Linked DNA regions of Mus musculus: region 2 is linked to region 1. The links are chromatin contacts, called in public Hi-C maps. All regions are on one chromosome and are shown on one strand. The core of a region is the stretch at or near the end of the contact, and the rest is flanking DNA. Distances in the headings are between cores, read along the strand shown. Region 1 overlaps Gm36354 (a long non-coding RNA gene). Region 2 overlaps Chchd6 (coiled-coil-helix-coiled-coil-helix domain containing 6).

Evidence for each region. A called contact is a pair of places that touch in the nucleus more often than the background predicts.
Region 2: a contact with region 1 is called in a Hi-C map of bone marrow-derived macrophages, with 15 read pairs. The contact joins two enhancer-like sites. A contact is called at or near these places in 2 of 484 Hi-C or Micro-C datasets (bone marrow-derived macrophages and nephron progenitors) and 2 of 115 datasets of contacts at active chromatin or transcription factors (neural progenitor cells and pancreatic cancer cells).

The regions. Positions count from the first base shown.
Region 1 is chr6:88,943,774-88,950,450 of GRCm38.p6, forward strand. It overlaps Gm36354 (a long non-coding RNA gene), which reads left to right. Exons shown (of 2, transcript XR_377844.2): 2 at 2,555-2,707. Among named protein-coding and RNA genes, the nearest start is that of Gm36354, 7.2 kb to the left of the region's middle. Within about 2 kb of position 4,163, at least 1 of the 459 cell types and tissues checked has an H3K27ac peak or open chromatin away from gene starts, as enhancers often do. A contact at or near this core is called in bone marrow-derived macrophages, where this site is marked.
Region 2 is chr6:89,425,366-89,432,042 of GRCm38.p6, forward strand. All of the region lies in intron 5 of Chchd6 (coiled-coil-helix-coiled-coil-helix domain containing 6), which reads right to left. Among named protein-coding and RNA genes, the nearest start is that of Gm52910, 17 kb to the left of the region's middle. Within about 2 kb of position 4,311, at least 8 of the 459 cell types and tissues checked have an H3K27ac peak or open chromatin away from gene starts, as enhancers often do. A contact at or near this core is called in bone marrow-derived macrophages, where this site is marked.

The sequences.
Region 1 (6,677 bases), core at 2,913-5,412:
CCCGTGCGTTGGGGAAAACCCTTTTCAGAGAGCTTGTAGTTTTCTCCAGTCACTGCTACACTGGTCAGCATACCTCAGGCCACTGTCCTCAGGCCAGGACTGTGGTACGTGATGGTGGCACGTGATAGGCACTTTTTCTCCCTAAGTGACACAGATATTGGCCAGATTAGACATAAAGGCAGGTTTATTATTACGCAACAGCTCTCGGGTAGGTTCACCAATCTCACAAGTGGAGGTCAGTGAGGTCACAGGTTCAGGTTAAAGCAAGGGGCTTTTATAGAGTTTAGGTGAGTATGATGACGTACCAGCTAGGAGCTGGAATTGTGTCCATACATGGTCAAAAACTGAGCCCCTCAGCAGGTACTCTTGGGTGAGTTGCTGGAAATGGGGAGACCAGGAGTGGTGACATGTTAGCCCGGAGTTTTCTCCAAGCAGACGGGGAAATTTTCTCTGAGTGGGTGGGGTTGGTGGAAGGAGGGCAGACAGGCTTCCCAGCGTGTGCAGGGGAGAGCAGGGGTCCCAGCCTAATAGTATGAAGGACCACAGCTGTGATCAGAGCAGCATCTGAACCAGCAAAAACCTCAGGTTCGGCCTCACCCCACCCCTCAGCCTTTCTCTCTTCTGCTGCGAACTGATGGGGAGGGGAAAGGGGGCAGAGCCCTTGGGGTGGGGGATGTGCCTTAGTTTTGGCAAACTCTCCACTGATTGGCCCTTATTTTTTCCTCATTTGTGTGCATCTAGCCAATCAGGGCTCAACCTGGGTCTATATAAACCCTGTGCACAGCATCCTGTCAGACTTTGTAGACTACCTGTCAGAGGTGGGTTCCTCCTGCTCCTCCAGAGGCGTCTCCTGCTTCCAGTGGGCCAGCCTCTGGGGTTGGCTGCTTCTGCTTCTAATCTGGTTGGCCACAGGTTTTTTCCTAAACTCAGAGCTGTAACCCTCGGTGTCCCTCTTGTTCAGCATCCCACTGCGGGCCTGTTTCTCTGTTGGGTCTTCACCTCCCTGTGGTCACTAACAGCCCTCACCTGTTCAACCCTTGCCTACTTGTCTGCCTACTTCATGTGTGGGGGAGGAGCAAGGTAAGAATCCGGCTTGAAGAACTGGCTGTCACTGGTGCAGGGTGCCGTGATCCAGCAGAGACCAGTGGGCCGCTAAGGATTGAAATAGTTTTCAAGGCCACATAAAGTCCCAATCTGGGAACACTATTTGCAAGAAAAAATTGACTTCAACATGAGGTGTTTGTAAAATAAATTATTAAATAAATAAAATTGTTTAAGCTGGGATGAGGTTCCATAAAATTTCTATTTCACCTTTTTAACTGCATGGCTCACCCGTGTGAAGCACAAAGAAACCCGTAGCCACCCCAACCTCCCAAACTGGAGCTCTGTCCCTGTTAAGCACTAACTCTCCATTGTCTCCCATGCCCTGGAACCCACCATGCTACTTCCTATGAACCAGAGGCTCTAGGGAACATATACTCATGGTGTCACATGGTTCTTGATTTCTTGTGACTGGTTTTTAAATTATTCATTTGGTGTATGTGTGTGTGTTTATGTGTGTGAGTGTGTTTGTAGGTGACTGTGTGTATATGTATGTGTGTATATGTGTGTATGTATGTATGTATGTATGTATATATGTATATGTGTGTGAGTGTGTATGTATGTGTGTGTGAGTATGTATGTATGTGTATATGTAGGTATGTGTGTGTATATGTATGTATATGTGTGTGTATATATGTGTATGTGTGTGAGTGTGTGTGTATGAGTATGTATGTGTGCATGTATATGTGTGTGAGTGTGTATGTATGTTGTGTGAGTGAGCATGTATGTATGTATGTGTGTATGTAGGTATGTGTGTGTATATGTATGTATATGTGTGTGTGTATGTATGTGAGTGTGTGTGTATATGTGTGTGTATATGTGTATGTGTATGAGTGTGTATGTGTGTATGAGTATATATATATGTGTATATCTGTGTATGTATGTGTGAGTGTGTGTGTATGTGTGTGAGTGTGTGTGTGTAGACCAGAGGTGGCTATCAGGTGTCTTCTTCCATCACCTTCCACCTTATTTTTGAGACGAGGCCTCCTGTTGAACCTAGAGCTTACCAATGCATCTAGACTAGCTGGCTAGCCAGCCCCGGGATCCTGTGTCTGTATCCCCAGTGCTCTGACTATAGGCGTTCAGCACTGAGCCTAAGTTTACACACACACACACACACACACACACACACACACACACACACATTTAATGTGGGTGCTAAGGATTAAACTCAAGTTATCCCTGTCACTCCACTTGTACTGAAATAAACCATGGCAGCAAACACTTCACTAAGACTCAAGAAATACAGTGGGAATCCATTGAGGAAGGTAGTCAACATTCGCCTCTGGACCCCACATATGTGTGAGCACACATACACATGTGCGTACACAGACGCATGAATACACATTTGTAAATGATGTGGTTGATGCATACATTGATTTTATTTTCTCCACTTTGTTTTTTTCCTCCTTTGAAAATACTCCACAATGAACATGTGCCACCTTTGAAACAGGAAGAAAGACAACAACAAATGCCATTCAAAGTGTCAGTGTCTGGAAGCACAGGCCTTCGTGGCCAATGAGAGGGAATTCACTCACTCTGTGACATAAATTCTTCGGTTCCAAAGGGGTTCACAGCTCTGTGAATAAAACAAGCACTCGATAAATATTTGCTGAATCAATTAATAAATGAATTTGCTCTGGGGTTTCTTTGTGTGACAGGCTCCCTGGTGCACTGGGAATGAAATCAATTTACAAAACTGCAATTTGCACCCGGTGCTGATCCACTGTGTGAAGCAGAGGCCAGACAGGCAGAGATAGGCTCAGTGCCCACTCTCTTATTGCACCAGCCTGGCCCTTTGCCCTTTGTCTTGTGCCCAAACTTAGGTCTGTTTCACTGAAAGAGGACAATTTGCCTGGTATCCCCGCACTTTACTGTTCACGCTGCACTTTTAGAAAGTAGAGCTGCTGCCAGGAGTAACAGCCTGGTTAACAATCAGGTGGATATGGCCGGGCTCGGTGGTACACGTCGGTCATCCCAGAGCTCCCGAGGTGGGAATCCAGGAAAACCAGGAGCTCCAAGTCATCTTCAGCCGCACGGTGAGGCCAGGTTGGGCTACACAAGACTGAAGCTCAAGGGGAAAAAAATCAAGTGACTATGAAAATGTTGAAGCTATATAAATAGCTTTGCATCGATGTGATAAAGCGCCAGAGATAATCAGCTGTAAAACGGGAAAGGCTGGGCTGGTAAGATGGCTTTGTGGGGAAGGGCATTTTACCTGCTGCCAAGCCTGGTACTTGAATTTGACTCCTGGAACCTATATGGTGGGAGGAAAGGATGTAGTTAACCTCTGCTTTTCACACATTTACACACATGTGCTTTAGCATGTCCCCCCACACACATATAAAAGAAAAGGTAATTTAAAATAATTTTAAAGAATAATGGCTTGTTCTGGCTCACAGTTTTGGGGGTCTCAGTGCACAGCTGGTTGCCTTTGTTGCTTTTGGAGCTGCTGGGGCAGAATATGGTGGTGGGATCATGTGGTGGGGGGAGTTTCTCCTGTCATCCTTTCTGGGAAGCAAAGAGAAAGAGGAAGGGACAGGAGAGATGGCTCAGAGGTTAAGAGCACTTGTTGCTCTTGCAGAGGACCTGGAGTCAGTGCCCAGCACCCACATGGTGGCTCACAACCATCAGTAACCATCTAGTTCCAGGGGGGTCTGATGATGTCTTTTGAACTCCTCAGGCACTAGGCTTGCATGTGGGACATGGACACAGGTAGGCAAAACACTCCTACACATTAAGAAAAGTGAGAGAGGGGCTGGTGAGATGGCTCAGTGGGTAAGAGCACCCGACTGCTCTTCCGAAGGTCCGAAGTTCAAATCCTAGCAACCACATGGTGGCTCACAACCACCCGTAATGAGATCTGATGACCTCTTCTGGTGCATCTGAAGATAGCTACAGTGTACTTACATATAATAAATAAATAAATAAATAAATAAATAAATAAATAAATAAATCTTTTAAAAAAAAAAAAAGAAAAGTGAGAGAGAGAAAGAGGAAGGACCAGGGTCTGTCCCACTGTCCCCTTCAAACACACACTCCCATCTTCTAAATAGTGTCACAGGCTGGTGACCAACCTCTTGGCACAGGGCCTTCAGCAGACAGTTCCTCAAATAAGAGCAGAATCCAAAAAAACAAGTGGTATGTTTACACACACACACACACACACACACACACACACACACAAGCAAAGGCTTCTAAGGCATGTATCCTGGGAGTATCCACTAGGTCATGACCCTGAGCCCTGACAGAGCCCCCAAGCTCCCTTTGAGTTCTAACTCTCATCTCTTGGCAATTTTGGTGGCCAGAGCCTTCCTGTGTTTATTGCTGTGCTAAGTGATAAACATCACTGTCTAATCTTGCCTTAAAATATACATGTATGGACATTGCGCTGCCTAGCTATAGTCCCAGTGCTTAGGGAGGTAGAGGCAGGAGGGATTAAGAGCTCAAAGTCATCTTTGACTACATAGCAAATTCAAGGCCAGCCTGGACAACGTAAAACCCTGTCTCAAAAACAAACAAACAAAAGGAACAAAATTAAGCAGGCATTTGGTCTGTCTCCTCTTTGTGTCACAAGTAGCATTCCTTTAGCAAGACCCACCATACCTGTGTGTGACTGCAGTTTGCTTGGGTTCTTTGCTGCAGGATTTACTTAGATAAATATTGTGTTTCTGTTTTCCTGTTGGTGGGCTCACAGCTTGTGTTGACCTCCGGGATCTTGTGGCCGTTCTCATTCCTGTCCTGGATGCAGGGTCCATGAGGCTCTGCACTCTTCTGTGTGAAGGCTATAACTGAAGTGAATTGGAATTAGAAGTGGGATTGTCAATGTACGACTTAACTTTCTGTGATGGTTTGTATATTCTTGGACCAGGGAGTGACACCATTTGGAGGTGTGGCCTTGTTGGAATAGGTGTGACCTGGTTGGAGTAGGTGTGTCACTGTGGGTGTGGGCTTAAGACTCTCACCCCAGTTGCCTAGAAGTCAGTCTTCCACTAGCAGCCTTTGGATGAAGACATAGAACTCTCAGCTCTGCCTGCACCATGCCTGCCTAGATGCTGCCATGCTCCCACCTTCATGATAATGGACTGAACCTCTGAACCTGTAAGCCAGCCTCAATTAAATGTTGTTTCTTATAAGACTTGCCTTGGTCATGGTGTCTATTCACAGTAGTAAAACCCTAACTAAGACATTTTCTTTGATGATGAGCCACAGATTCCCCCAAACAACCATTCCAGTTCTTCCACATTGTTGCTGACGCTATTACCCCACATTTTGGCTTTAGCCTGGCTCACGGCTGTGTAAAGATACTTCACTGTGGCTAGCCCTTGAATGCCCATGGTTACTGAAGGGTCCTCACAGCCTCCCCTGCACTTGTTAGCCATTTGGGTAATTTCCGTGGAGTTCCTGCTCAAGTCTTGCTCTTTCTGACTTTTTTTTTTCTAGTGGAGTTCTGTGTATTCTCTAGCCACAAGCCTTTGATCTGCCATATACATTGCTGTGTAATTATTAATGTCAGCACCCGTTAGATACAATCCCATGCTATTAACAACAGCATCTGTCACGCGTGCTGCTGCTATATTCTTCCCATGCTGTGCTCTGCCTACTGCTGCCTTTTGATTTCTAGACTTTCTCATTTTCAATTTAGTTTAACTTTTCTAAAAGGGAAAAATTTTAATTTTATTTCAAAATTTCAATACATATTCCACATAATGGATTATCTACAGGAAGTGGGAGCTCAATATATATTTTAATGATTCTTCATTTTCACTTGTCTCTCTGTGTGGTGGAGTGGTATGGGTAGTACCAAGTTGGCTGGTCTGGCTGTCTAGTGAGCCTGCTTGCTGACCTCAGGCTTATTCATGGTTGCCATCTCTCCTTGGCCTGTAATGAGAGGTTCTGGCCTGCATGTTATGGCAAGTAAAAAAAAAAAAAAGAAAGATGTAAAGAGTGGAAAACCACTGAAACTGGGATTATCTGTGGATTGCATTAGAAAGGTTGATCAAGTCAGAGGGACTATGGGACAGATGATTCAAACGAGTCCCAGTTCAGTAGACAGAGTGCCTTTGACTGTCTGAACAGCAAGACAAATATGAGGCAAAAATGTTTGAAAGAGTCTATTTTCACCAGCTTACATAAATGTCAAAGGCCTAGGATTAAAAAACAAACAAACACAAAACAAAACAACAACAACAAAAAACTAAAACAGATCTGGGTGTGTTGGCACACACCTTTGATCCTAGCATTTGAGAGGCAGAGGCAAGTGGACCACTCTGAGCTCAAGGCCAGCCTGTTCTACATAGGGAGTTCCAGGCCAGCCAGAGTTACATTGAGTCCAGAACCAGGCTGATCCAAAGCCTTATCACAGGCCCTGGTGAAAGTACAAAAGGGACCCAGTCCTGTGTCCGAGGCAGACTTGGTAAGGTCAGGTCTGGGACTGGGGCCAGAGCCTAGAAGGAGTTTTGGTTCCAGGCACTTGGCTTTCCCTACTGAAGAGACTGGAGATGACAGTCCCAAGGCCACTGTGTGCTGGGTCTCTGACACATGTGAGCTATCCTGTGCTCCCCTTAGCAACATTG
Region 2 (6,677 bases), core at 3,061-5,560, 480 kb after region 1:
GCAAAGGGACAACCAAGGTGAAAGGACAGGAGGTCAAAGAGCAGGGTGGGACAGGCCAGAAATGGATGCAAACATGTCCAACACACCATAGTTCCAACACACCACTTGCTTCTTTTGTACATTCAGTAAGCATATATTGGGTGCTTGCTATTTGCCAAGGCTTGCCCTACAAGCAGTGAGCACAGCAGGCAAGGGGATGAAGTCCTTGTTCCACAGAGCTAACAGTGTGGATATGGAAGAAGTAAACAGATAATTTCACTCAGTGTCAATGCCACTTGAAAGATCACACCAAAAGCTTAAGGGGCTATGGTTTTCATAAGGTGTCAGGGAAGGCCTCTCCCCCTGCCTGGCCACCTCAGGCAGTCAGCTAACTGACATGAAGTCAGGGCTTGGGCAGGGTCTGACAGGGTGACTGTACTAGGTGAGTTCTTGATAAAACAATAAACACAGACAGCCTTTCAAAGTGAGGCGAATAGATATTGAAGGTCATCCAGGGATGACCACAAATGCAGAACCTGTATTAGGGACAGGAAGAAGCCACTGGAGGCTGTACTATGAGATATGGCACCAGAGATCCCTTTTAGAAGGATCATGGGCAGTATGTAGCAGCCTAAATGGAGAGCAGTGGAGGCAGCCTGGCTACCTGGAGGCTACTGCAGTGGCCTTGGTGAGAGGGCCAGGTCACTTATTGGTGGGCAAACCATCTCTGTGGCAGTGATGAAGAATGAGGCACAGATCTTTGCCTTGGTTGGTGGAGATGGCTGAAATTGAGGACAAAGCTGGCATTTTTGGCAGGTTCCACTTTTAAGTATTGGATGAACCTGGAAAGCCTTTGTGTTCTTATCAGTACTATATCTGACTACACCCTGTTTGTTCCCTTTCTCTGTCCTTCCAAAAGTATCGTTCTACAAAGCCTCCTCTCTCCCACACCCCTACCCCTGGTGTTTTTATTACATTCCTGCACTAGAGAATGTCGCCCTCCACCCAACTCCTGGAGATTAACTGTCAATTATCACTGCTTCCTGCCCCTGGGGTCTCCATGTCAAGTTGCAGCTGAACACGTAAGATGGCTTTGCCTCCAGATCATCTGAACTCTTTTCCTTTCCCACGGTGCTCTTCTCATTCACTCCTCACCGTGGTAAAGTGGGCTATTACAGACTGCACTGCATGCAGATGTCTTTGCTGTCCCCTGTGGTTGCATCCTCTGCCTCCAGCTCACCATCCAGGCAGTGGTAAGAGCAGTCTTTACAGGCACTCTGGGCTGGGAACTTCCAAAGACTCCCAAGGATCCCCGCTGGAGTCAGGGCCTCTCCTAATGACCCTGGAACTATTCTCAGTCTCTGTGCACCACTTGCAAAGCCTTACTTATTCTTGAAGCCTCCAGGATGTTCTAAATACTCCTTCCTTTGCTAATTCTTCCCTGTCTACCTGGGAAGCTCCTGGTCCTGCACTGAGGCCCAGTAGCATCCCTTCCACTGAATGAACGATATTTGTTGGTCTCTCTAGTCAGACTTCTCAGGGCCTTCTCCATGCTCTGTATTAAGATACAATTTTCAGTAGCATTTCTCACTGTGTACTGCAGTCATCTGCTAATTATCTATCTGCCCTGGGAACTGCTTGAGCTCCAGGGTAGCTTTGTACCTTTTTGCCAATGCTTGGGCAAGCCCTGAGCCTAACCAGTGAATATTTTTATTTATTTATTTTTATTGGTTTGTTTGTTTATTGAAACAAGGTCTCTCTTTGTAGTCTTAGCTGTCCTAGAACTTACTATGTAGACCAGGTTGGCCTCAAACTCACAGGATCTGTCTGCCTCAGCCTCTAGAGTGCTAGGTGTAAAGGTGTGTGCCACTCCACCCAGCCCAACCAACGTATACTTAATGAATGGCTGAAGGGCATTTTAAATTCATTCTGGACCACTTTGTACTCATCACCTTTGGTCTACCCAATTAGATATAGGTCCCTCAACTGTCAGGACCATTTTTCTAAAACAATTCTATCATACCCCAATCCCTTCCTTTTCTAGGGCACCTACCCTTACTGTTTCAGGTACCCCTCATTCCTAAGGACATTAGTCTATGCTCTTATTTCTTTTTTTTTTTTGAGTTTTTTTTTATTAATATTTTTATTACATATTTTCCTCAATTACATTTCCAATGCTATCCCAAAAGTCCCCCATACCCTCCCCCCCACTTCCCTACCCACTCATTCCCATTTTTTTTGGCCCTGGAGTTCCCCTGTACTGGGGCATATACAGTTTGCGTGTCCAATGGGCCTCTCTTTTCAGTGATGGCCGAGTAGGCCATCTTTTGATACATATGCAGCTAGAGTCAAGAGCTCCGGGGTACTGGTTAGTTCATAATGTTGTTCCACCTATAGGGTTGCAGATCCCTTTAGCTCCTTGGGTACTTTCTCTAGCTCCTCCATTGGGAGCCCTGTGATCCATCCATTAGCTGACTGTGAGCATCCACTTCTGTGTTTGCTAGGCCCCGGCATAGTCTCACAAGAGACAGCTACATCTGGGTCCTTTCGATAAAATCTTGCTAGTGTATGCAATGGTGTCAGCGTTTGGAAGCTGATTATGGGGTGGATCCCTGGATATGGCAGTCTCTAGATGGTCCATCCTTTCGTCTCAGCTCCAAACTTTGTCTCTGTAACTCCTTCCATGGGTGTTTTGTTCCCAATTCTAAGGAGGGGCATAGTGTCCACACTTCAGTCTTCATTCTTCTTGAGTTTCATGTGTTTTATGCTCTTATTTCTTAACATACCTGCCATCTAAGTTCCCCAACCACTTCTAGGTCTGAACTGCTAATTAGAGAGCTGGTGAGGTGGTTGTAGGTGAGATCCTTTCAAAAGTATTTGCATTTGTGAAGAGGTAGAGAGAAACACACACACACACACACACACACACACACACACACACACACACACACATCCCACACATCCCACACCACACCCCACACACCAAAACACCAAAAACTTCCTGCCACTCTTTGTTTGCTCTGCAATCTCCTCTATGCCTCTTTTATGGGTTTGGTGGCGCCTTCCAGACTTTCAGCCACTCCTGGGGTTGTGTATGTTTTGTTGGGTATGTAGCTGGGGTGGGAGAAGAATTTACTTGGACATATGTGCTTTTTTATGTCTGTACACAGCATGTATATATATCACACATAGTAACAAAAATGCAAAGCTGTATTAATTGGCAATAGCTGCACATTTTCTGTGATGATTTGCACTGAATACTAAACAGAAGGCAGCAGACCTTCAGGGATGAGAGGCTTCATCCAGAAACTCCTCCTTTATGCATGAGCAAGATGTGTGTCTGTATATGTGTGACCCTTTGGCATTCTGGTATGGAATGACAGAAGGTGTATCTTGTAGCTCCTTAGGTAGGACAGATACCATAAAACTTAGGAGGACTGAAGGCAAGACCACATGTGTGTCTGGCTCCTTCCACCAGAGCAGAGCAGCCTGCTACTCAAGAAAAACTTCCAAGAAGTTCCTGATAAACAGAATGAAAAGGTCAAAGTTCTGTTTAAAGCCATGTGAGCAAACTGATCTCTGAGAGTGTTGCAGTACTGAGAGGTCAGATTCACTTGCCCAGACCTGGGCTTATAGACTGGGATTGGATCCCCAGGACTTCTTGAGGCCAGGGAGCAGGTGTTAGAGAACGACCAGCACAGAGTTTGTATAGCTATGAGAATAGAGCAGTCCTTAACCTGGATGTACAAAAGCCGTGGCAGGGAGGGAATTTAAGGGTGCACTTGGAGAAAGTAGAACTGACAAGGTAATCTACCAGTGTAAGCCCTCCACTGGCAGAGCATGGGGAGGAGGCAGGCAGTAGGGAGTTACAGCACTCTAACAAACACCAGGCAGCTAGCTATGCTTTAGGGCTGCTTGTTAGGTAGGTTTTTGTTTTTTTTTTACATTTGCAGAACATATTTGGCTAGTGAATATCTAAAGTATGAAAACAAAATGTATAGCCTGACACAAAGTAAAAGTCAAATCAAGAGCTGTGTGTCTTAATTCTAACTTTGCTACTGATAGATGATATGACCCTCAATAAAATTACAGGGTCTTAATGCTGTGTGTGGAGGGGTATGCTGGTTCTCTGTAGAAAAAAAGAACAAAAATTCCCGAGGACAAACCCATAGCTGTAAAGTTAGAGGCTGGAATTCCATGGCTAAGAAACAGCTATAGGCCCTGGGATCCAGCTTGTTCAAGCAGAGGAGCACATGAGGGCTGTGCTTTCAGGCCACAGAGGCAGGCAGAAGACAGGTCAGCTCTTTGTGCTGATCCTAAAGGTTCAATTTGCAGAAGAATTACAGAACAAGGCTGGCTGAGGCTGCACATTCAGCATTCTCGGCCCTTTGTGACAGGGCCTTCTGGGAAACTCCAGAGAAAAGGTCTTGCCTCTCCTAGAGGACTTCTGTGAGAAGGACGCCCTAGGCAGGTCTTCCTACCCTCACTGTAGAGCCCTTTCACTGAGTCTCTAGCTGCATGGTCTTGGGAGGGGGCACCTTTGTCTTGGAAGTTTGCTGCTGAGCCACTGGGATCTACATGGCCCAAGAGTTTGATCAAAGGCAAGACCCCCCTGGAGCTCACACATACCTGCTCTTCACGAGATTGCAGATTCATGCATAGCGGAGGCCCAAGATACAGGTATGAGGTGGCAGGCCTCTCAGTGCTCATAGAGTACTGAATTGCTTAAAAATAACAACTGAGTCTACTTGATTGGATCTTGTTCTTCAGTTTACCCTGGTTCTCTTATATCTACAACTCCATGTGCCTGAAGTTCCCATAGGGCTCTAAAGGCAGCTGTGCTGTGTTGCTCAGTTCAGCCTTTAAAGTATAGGTCTATGGTCCCCAACCTTGACTGTAACCTGGAATTACCTGAGTCACTTTCATAAGCTACACCTGAGCCCACCCTCAGAGGCTGGTTACTGGTGAAGGCTGGGCTCTGTGGGCATAGGGATTTTTAAAATGCTCTTCTCAGGGATGTAACTATGAAGCTAAGGTTGAGCATCACTTTTCTAAGGTCAGGGGACCCCAAGCTTGAGATGTGAGCTTATATCCTAGGTCTCTTACTTACTATTGCTGTACCTTTAGGCAAGATGCATAATTGTACTTTATCTTGGTTTCTTCAACTACTCAGTGGTTAAAAACAACCTATCAAGTTTCTTCCTTTCTTTAAAGTAATACCAGAATCAAGGAGACCACAAAGGTGGAGGACACTGTACAACTGATCCACCTTCACATAAGGTTGGTCACACAGAAGACTTACCCAACCCTTCTTCCTCAAGAAAGGAAGTGATCCCCAAATTCAAGTGATCCCCAAATTCTGCTTGTACTGTTTAGAAAAAAGTCCCAGAGAAGGATATTAGTCTGAGCTGGAGTCTGGAGCCTGCTTTTTCCTCTTGCATGCTAGACATGTTAGGATGTGCCAAGTCCCCACAGGCTCATGGGCTGAGTATGTAGGCTTCAACTATGTTAGAATATTTTGAAACCTTCAGGACACAGGCCCAGCTAGAAGAAGTAGGCTACTGGAGCAAGTCCTTGTCCCTTCCCATTTCCCTCTTCTGCTTCCTGTTTGTCTAGGACTGAAAAGCAGCCTTCACCACAAAATGCTGCCATTGGAATGTTCTGCTCAAGCACAAGGGGCCAAGTGACCATGGACTAAGTCCTCCAGTCAGCCAAAGGAGAAAATCCACCCTTACTTTTTTTTTTTTTTTTTTTTTTTTTTTTTTTTTTTTTTTTTTAATATTAGGCATTTTGGTCACAGCCACACAACTCTTAGAGACTATGAGCTTTCAGGGTGGGTCCACCTGAGTAAATCTATTCTTTATACCTTTTCTCCTTCTCTGAGTACTCTTGATTTCCTTTGGGAAATCCATATGGTTTTACAGAGTCTAAGGCTGGTGTGGAGTGCCCAATGCCAGGCATCCAGTATATCAATACCCTGGTCACCAGGATGGTGAGTAGCCAATAATGGCCTGGTCCAGATAAACTAAACAAGATGCCTGCTGGAATTCCAACACATACAGCACAACTTATGAAGTGAACTGTATGCCCCCCTATTCCAGCTCTGATTATTTGTTATCATATAACCTTACTAGAAAATGAAGGTCACTATAGATGCAATTAGTTCCATGAGGCCATACTGGAGAAGGGTGATCTAATCTAGAATGACTGGCATCGTTATGAGAAGTGGAGATTTGGATATGAGAGACACATGCACAGGGACATTGTCACATGAAAACTGGAGCTGCATACCCACAAGCCAAGAGACTACCAGAATGGAGAGGAGACCTAAAGTAGATCTTCCCTAGCATTTTCAGAGGCAGCATCATCATCTACATCTTGACTTGCAGCTGCCAGACTCAGCAGTCACACATGATGCAATTAGTTTTGTGTCTGAGACCCTCATTTCCCGGTCCTCTGTTCTGGGAGTTCTAGCAAACATAGACCCTCCTTGCTGCCATGGGAGACATCATTTACCACTTAGCTGATGGGGATGTAGTAGTACCTCCCAGATATCAGGAACTGGCTCAGCAAGGACCACACTGACCCAGGGGCCTATGGGCTGGAGGGGGATAGACAAGGTAAGCTGGCAGGGAAGGGAGGTGTTTAATGCCGCACAACAGATTAGAAGGGACCATCTCCAACGTGCTGAGACTTAA